2 separate regions of the Sus scrofa genome follow, and region 1 is linked to region 2. A link is a contact called in public HiChIP or PLAC-seq data. All regions are on one chromosome and are shown on one strand. The core of a region is the stretch at or near the end of the contact, and the rest is flanking DNA. Distances in the headings are between cores, read along the strand shown. Region 1 has its middle 210 kb from the start of ANTXR2. Region 2 overlaps LOC106510569.

Region 1 (3,281 bases), core at 565-3,064, 310 kb after region 2:
TCAGTGGTACTGAACCCGACTAGTATCCATGAGGACATGGGTTCAATCCTGGCCTCACTCAGTGGGTTAAGGATCTGGAGTTACTGTGAGCTTCAGAGTAGGTTGCAGATGAGGCTTGGATCCCGTATTGCTGTGGCTGTGGTGTAGGCTGGCAGCTACAGCTCCAATTCAACCCCTAGTCTGGGAACTTCCATATGTTGTAAGTGTGGCTCTCAAAAAAAAAAAAAAAAAAAAAGACAAAAAAATTAAACACACAAATATATGCTATTAAACAAGGAACTTTATTTTATTTTAGGGCCACACCTGTGGCACATGGAAGTTCCCAGACTTTCATGGGGTCAAATCAGAGCTACGCTGCTGGCCACAGCTGCCAAAGTCACAGCAAATCGGATCCAAGCTGCATCTTCAACCTACACCACAGGTCATGACAAGGTAGGATCCTTGACCTACTGAGTACTAAGCAAGGCCAGGGATTGAACCCTCGTCCTCATGGAACTAGTCGGATTCGTTTCCACTGTGCCACGATGGGGAACTCCACCCAGGATCTTTACATCCTGGATCGGTCACAGAATCCTATTAGCCTGAGTAGCAATCTCGCTGGGAGACTTTACCGTAGCTGCCTTACCCACAAGGAAAGTGACACGACCAAGCTCCCACAGCTGAAGGTGGCAGAGCTGCTAACAAGACACGCTTTTTTCCCTGACTCCCGTTTCTATATTTTTTCCTCTGGTTTAAGACATTGAGCCAGGTCAATTTTGTTTTGTAGGATAACGGGTCATTTCTGGCTAATGCAGGATACTCAAAATCAGTCAGGTTATCACATTTCATTTCTTTTTTTAAGGGCCGCACCCTCAGCATATGGAGGTTCCCAGGTTAGGGGTTAAATCGGAGCTGCCACTGCTGGCCTACACCACAGCCACAGCCAGATCAGATCAGAACCACATCTGTGACTTATGATGCAGTAACGCCGGATCCTTAACCCACTGCAGGGGATGGAGCTCTCGCTTTCACAGGGATCCAGGCCACTGCGGGTGGATTCTTAGTCCACCGTGCCACAGCGGGGACGCCAAGAAGTTTTTTTTTTTTTATACCCGCCTTCAGGGGTGGTGAAATTATATAATGACATAACTGCAAGGCAGACAGGGTGATGATGGCTGAGGGACAGGGGGAACTAAATATTACAAATATATCTTTTCCCGTGTCAAAGGTGGCTTGTTAGCTTTGTTTTTTGATGTACTAGATTATCTCTAGAAAACCTTTCCAAAATTTAAACCCAGTTAACAGACAGACTCCTGAGATTTACATGCCAGTGAAAGTCTGTAGATTTGAGGAGACAGAATTAGAAGGAAGGGGCAGCGCCCGGTCCCTCCGGAGACCAGCCGTAGGCGAGACACTCTGACATCCGGAGAGGGCAGGGTTCGGGGGTTCAAAATCCAAACGAAAAAGACAATAGGGATTGACGATGCCAAAGGGAGGAGGCTTCGGCAGAAGCATCTGGCTCGCTTCAGAGTTGTGCTGAGGGCCTGTCCCGAAGACAGTACAATCATCTGGTGCAGTACTTTATGATGAGACACTGAACCATGGTCACAAGAAAGGGGAAAAATGTCAAAGGCCCCTCCCAGTGTGGCATAAATGACGGGAAAGCAGATCTGGGACAGAACACGTCGAGCGCTGTTTGCGTCCCCACCTCTAACCCTGCTGCCCAGAGCCGGCGGAGGCACAGCTCTGTTTTTGCGGCAGAGTCTCTGTAACCTTTCCTGCAGGCTTTCCCCTCAGCTGGATCCCAAGCGCCCTCCCAGTTCACAGCCTTGCATCATCTCCTCGGAACCCAGCCAGGAGGAGAGGGAACAGCTGGGAAGGGCTGACTGCAAAAAGCCCCAAGGATTCTACAGAGGCCCAGAAAGCCCCTTCGCTGAGTAAACTCCAGGAGCCTGAGGGCACTTGCATCAAACACAGTGGCAGCGTGAGGAGAGAGACGCCAAATGCAAGTGGGTTGGCGTGACCACTCTGCAGGGCAAAAGGCACGTGTCACGAGGCTCAAAGTTGTGTCTGTTCCTTGGTGTTTGGTGGCAGGACCACAGACGTGCTCACTGAAGCCGACGAACAGATGTTCTCGATTCAGCCAAAGGCCACGAGGCCCCACAGCAAATGCGGGGAGTCCCACTGTATTTTGATAATTGAAATACATATTTTAAAGACCCTTTCAATTGCTCGGTGTCACTGCACACATTATGAGTCATTTAAAAATGAATCTCTTTCTAAAATGACTCCTTTTACAAATTTTTCTATTACAGTTGATTTAGAATATTCTGTCCAGTTCTGCTGTACAGCAAAGTGACCCAGTCATGCAGCCACACATTCTTTTTCTCGTGTTATCTTCCATCGTGTTCCAAGTGATTGGATAGAGTTCCCCGTGCTGTGCTGCTGTGCGGCAGGACCTCACTGCTTATCCATTCTACATGTGATAGTTCACATCTCCCAACCCCAGACTCCCCGTCCTCCACTTTACTCAAAGTTGGGGATCAGCAGAGGTGACTATTATGTGCAGGAGGGTAAACAAGGCCTTTGCTGTACAGCACAGGGAGCTGTGGTCAATGTCCTGAGATAGCTCATGATGGAAGAGCATATGAACAAGAATGTATGAATATATACGTGTAACTGAATAGGGGGAATTAACAGAACGTTGTGCATCAGTGAGGCGTCGGTATAGTGGAAAAAAACTAAATTAAAATGACTCTAGTAGATTGTCAGCAGATCCATAACCTGAAATGAATTTATTTTAAGAGCGCATCCGTTGTTATCATTTAATCTGATCTCATTCCTCTCAATTGAAAGCCACCATTGCTGAATCGTGGCTTGGAGAGCTATGAAACTGTGTCCCCCTTCGATTCTGGTTATTTGAATAAACTTCATTGCTGTTACATGATTTACAAGCTGGGTCTTGCAGTGGAACTTTTTAGTTCCTCTGAGGCTGTGTAATTATAGCTACAAAATGGAGAGATCATCAGAATCTGCCTGATACAGTTGTTTGAGAATTAAATGGAATAATATATGCCTTGCGTAGCAAAATGCTGGCACATAGAAAGTGCTTAGGAAGGGTGAGCAATAATAATCTTTATCATCTCACCATCGTTACTCATTTAAATTCAGGTTAGTCAGAGAACACAGTAATTTTAAAATGATAAATTTTATGTTTGAATATAGCTTGTAACTTCCGATTATTAATATAATTATCACTACTCTCTAATTTGAAACTGTACAAAGACTTCAGTACCCTCCAA
Region 2 (3,757 bases), core at 976-3,475:
GAAAGCTAAAGAGGCTGGGGCGAAGCTGTGAAGAGTGGCAAAGTGCTCGCCTGCAGCCGTCTGGGAGGCGTGATCGATTTCGCGGGAGGGCGAAAAAAAGAATCCGGAACTCGCTGGGCGCAGGGCCAGGGGAGGGAACAGCTCCGCCGACGGAGCCGGCCTCTTGGGCCTGGGAGTTACCGATTGGACCACAGGAACAGAACCTCTCAATCTCTCTCTCTCTTTCTCTCTCCTTCCCTCCCGCCCACCCACCCTCCTTCAGACCAGGAGGCTAGAGAGGGAAGGAGAGGCTGCAAAAGTAAAGCCAACTTCCCATCCCGGGACGACACAGTCGCCAGCCTAGAAACCCCGAGCTTTAAACCAGTCGTCCGCCAGCAGGGAGGCCCCCGGGAGGGAAACAGGAGCCCCGCCCTCAACCGTGTGCCAGTCTGGTCCTCGCTCGTTTTCTAGACCCCAACAGAAAAAGCTAAAAATCACTGGCGCCGCCCCACTTAGCTCGGCGAGAAGTCTCCGCCCGAGCCCTCCGGGTTCTTAGGGCAGCTCTCCCCTCGCCGGCGCCGCGCCTTTGCTTAACCCCTTCCTGCCCCGCCAGCCTGGCGGCAGCCCCTCCAGCCCACGTGGACAGGGCCCACCCACCGTGCGGCCCAGACGTCCCTCCGTCGGTTCTTCAGACTAATTTATCGGCCCGACCCTCCATTATCTTTTTCGATTTCCTAATTAATCAAAGATAAAAGGCAATGGTGCAAATGACGATTACGAGGGAACTGGAAGACGGTTTTGAATAAAGTGGGAGAAGAGAAGCATGATTGATTGAGCGATGGAATAGTGGAGAGTGAAATCTCAAGTGCGAGGCACAGGCCTCAGGGGATGGAACCTTGACCCCTCGGCCTGCCCGAGCGCCGTCGCAAGGGGACAGCCCCAAAGGAGGTCACCTGGGGTCGAAGCCTTTGGAGGAAAAAGAACTGGGTTTCCTCTGGGCTCCGACCCCACTAGGCACTCGCCACCCAGCTCCCCTACCCCCCCACCCCCGCCCGCACGCCGCGGCCGCCCCGCGCGGTGTCAGGACTCGGGGCGGCTGAGCCCCCGCCACAGCAGGAGCGCCTTTTGACGGAAACGCACCCCATTGTTGCGTTACTGCCCCGCGCCGCGAGTCACCCATAGTTTTCTTTCTGTCTATTTCTCTGTCGAGGCCAACTCCTCCTGAAATTGCAGGCAAACAAATCTAGTAGGTCAGAGATTGCATTTGCTGGTGTAAGGGATTAATAGAGCCCGGTCTGAGGCTGCTTTCCAGAATTGCCTTCGGGATTAAAAGGCAGACACGGCAGGCACGGGCACACGTTTTGCATTCACTGGTGGCTGTGATTAATGTTTCCGAGGGGATTTGTACTGGGAGCTTACGGAACGTTGCTTTCGGGGGTCTAATGCCCGACGGCCGCGCGCAGGGACCGGCAGAGGGTCTGCGGACACGCGCCCGGAGCGCCGGGCGGGGTGGGGGATTAGAGGGGGCGTCAGATGTGCGCGGGAGGCCCGGCTCCGCGGCCTTTTAGCGCCTTCCTCCCTCTACCCCGACCCCAGCACGGCTGCTACGGAGGACCGCAGTGAGGACTGTCAGGGAGACGGACGTTAGGTCTTACAGGGTCTGTGTAAGGGAAAATGCTCTCGAAGTGTCCTGACTTGGGGGTAGAAGGGGTTCAGCACCAGGCCGCAGAACTTTATCCATCCGTCCAGTAAAGGGAATTCCGTGTCGAGCGGACGCGCTGCTCCCAAACGCATCACTCCCCCCAGGTTACCGAGTTGCCGGGCTCAGGCCTCGACCCCCTCGAAACGCCGTTCTCGGGATTGATGTCGGGGGCTCCCAGGGAGGCACCTGTGGAGAGGAGTCGGAGCCCTGGCACGAAATACATCCCCCTTCCCACCGCCCCAGGGGCGGACAAACCCTGACCGCGCGGGTAAAGGGGAAGGAGGGGGACGTTCTGGGGTGCGGGGGTCAGGCGAGGAGAAGTAGGGAAACCTGGCAATCGAGAGAAAAGCGAGGCGTTTGGGGAGCGAGGGAGCAGAGTTTAGGGAGAAGAGCGGAGAAAAAGCGAAGGGGCTGGTCGCGGCGGGTGGGCATTACCGCTCTCCGGCAGGAGGGGGCGCTTTTCCCGCCCGGACCAGCCTTCCCCTGGGCGGGGCGGGACGCCCCGGGGCCCCGGCTTCGGGGTGCTGGGCGCCCCCTCCTGGCGACTGCGTGGCGCTCCGGGCCCGCGCCCGCTGGGCCCGCGGCGGCCGCCTTGCCGGCAGGAAAGCCGAGAGACCCAGCGGCGCGGGGGTGCAGCGGCGGCGGCGCCAGCGCCAGGCAGGCCCCCCTCCCCGCGCGCTCCCCGCGGCCTCCTCACCTGGGGCCTCCAGGACTCCTGCCCCGCGGGCACGGCTTCTGCCCCGCGGGCACGGCTCCTGCGCGCCCCTCGGCGCCCGGCTTCCGCCCGGGTCCCAGCCGGCCGAGGGGCCCGCCCTCCTCGCCGAGCGGGTCGCGGGCTCCGCCGCAGCAGCTGGGAGGGAGGGAGCGACCGCCGGCTGCTGCCGGGCGGCGTCTGGGGGCCGCGAGCCGAGCGCGAGGAGCCGCCATCTGGAGCCTCGGCAGCGGGCGGGGGCGAGGGAAGGGGCCTGGCAGCTCCGCCCGCGGCGCGCTAGGGGCCGGGGGCCGGGCGTGGGAGCGGATGCTGGAGTCCGGGGGCTGGGGGGAGGCCTGCCCCTCTTAGGTCCCTTCAATTCCCGGGCTGTCCCCACGAGCAGGTCCAGCGAAAGAGCGGGGACCGGCGCGGCGGCTCCTCCTCCCACCTGCAGATGCCCCTGCGGGGGTGGCGTGGACCTAAACTCTGCCCGCGCGCGCACGCACGCCGCCCATCGCCCATCTCCCATCGGAAGTGGTTTTCTCTTCCCTTCCCGCCCGCCGTGCCCATCCCACGCCGGGAAAGAGTCCTCTCCACACGGCGTGGGCTTTTGGACCCCCCACGTTACTTCCGACAACCGCTTTAGCCAGAAAGCGGGACGGACACCATCTAGTCCCCTCGGACTGTGGAAAAGGAGGAGAATGGCGCGAGGGGGGCTCGTCCTCCCACTTTCGGGCTGGGAAGTGGAGGATAATTGGGGGGAGGGGGAGGAAAGGACGCGTCGTTTCTCCCCTTTACTTTTTTCATTTCATATGCGTCCAGCGTTTTTATAGCTTTAACTTAAAAAAGGAAAATTTCTCTTTCCTAAATTTGGATGGGGGCGGGGGCAAACTCCAGGAAGGGTGAGAGTGTAGGGGAGAGTCGAGGGAGCAGGTCCAGGAGCTCCAGCTTTCCTGCTTCTGGGCCATCTCTGAAGGCAAGGACCTCAGCCATAGGTTATAGCTCCACGTAGGGGGGACTGATTGGGTGTGTGGGTGGTGGCGGGAAGTCTGGGTGAGACAAAAAAGGCAAACCCACTCTCACCCCAAGGCATTAAAAGACAACCCCCCCCCCCCAGCTGTCTCTTGTCCGGCAGAATGGCATTATGTAAAAGATCTGGCATGTCACCCAGTGGCACATCTGGTAGGTGTAGATGGCATTCATTAGCACAGGGCTTCTACTCTGCAGCATGCCAAAGCCCTGACAGAGATGCCCGCTGCCAATCATTCATTCGCTGCCAATCCCAGAGCGCGGCCTGGCGGGATGGCTCCCTTCCACTCTGGCACAAGGACTGGAGGCAACAATGTGTTGCGATAGGAAGAGATGAAAGCGGAGCTGAGGATGAG

The links. HiChIP or PLAC-seq counts read pairs in DNA pulled down with a chosen protein or histone mark.
Region 1: an H3K27ac HiChIP or PLAC-seq map of skeletal muscle shows a contact between it and region 2, with 5 times the contacts expected there. The contact joins two enhancer-like sites. A contact is called at or near these places in 1 of 5 promoter capture datasets (liver) and 1 of 2 datasets of contacts at active chromatin or transcription factors (skeletal muscle).

What each region holds. Positions count from the first base shown.
Region 1 is chr8:137,934,102-137,937,382 of Sscrofa11.1, forward strand. No RefSeq gene overlaps it. Among named protein-coding and RNA genes, the nearest start is that of ANTXR2, 210 kb to the left of the region's middle. Within about 2 kb of position 1,815, at least 11 of the 83 cell types and tissues checked have an H3K27ac peak or open chromatin away from gene starts, as enhancers often do. A contact at or near this core is called in skeletal muscle, where this site is marked.
Region 2 is chr8:137,621,841-137,625,597 of Sscrofa11.1, forward strand. LOC106510569 reads right to left here. Exons shown (of 2, transcript XM_013998646.2): 1 at 2,379-3,757; 2 at 1-1,867. The coding sequence starts at 2,901. The coding sequence ends at 1,773. Among named protein-coding and RNA genes, the nearest start is that of PRDM8, 12 kb to the left of the region's middle. Within about 2 kb of position 2,226, at least 32 of the 83 cell types and tissues checked have an H3K27ac peak or open chromatin away from gene starts, as enhancers often do. A contact at or near this core is called in skeletal muscle, where this site is marked.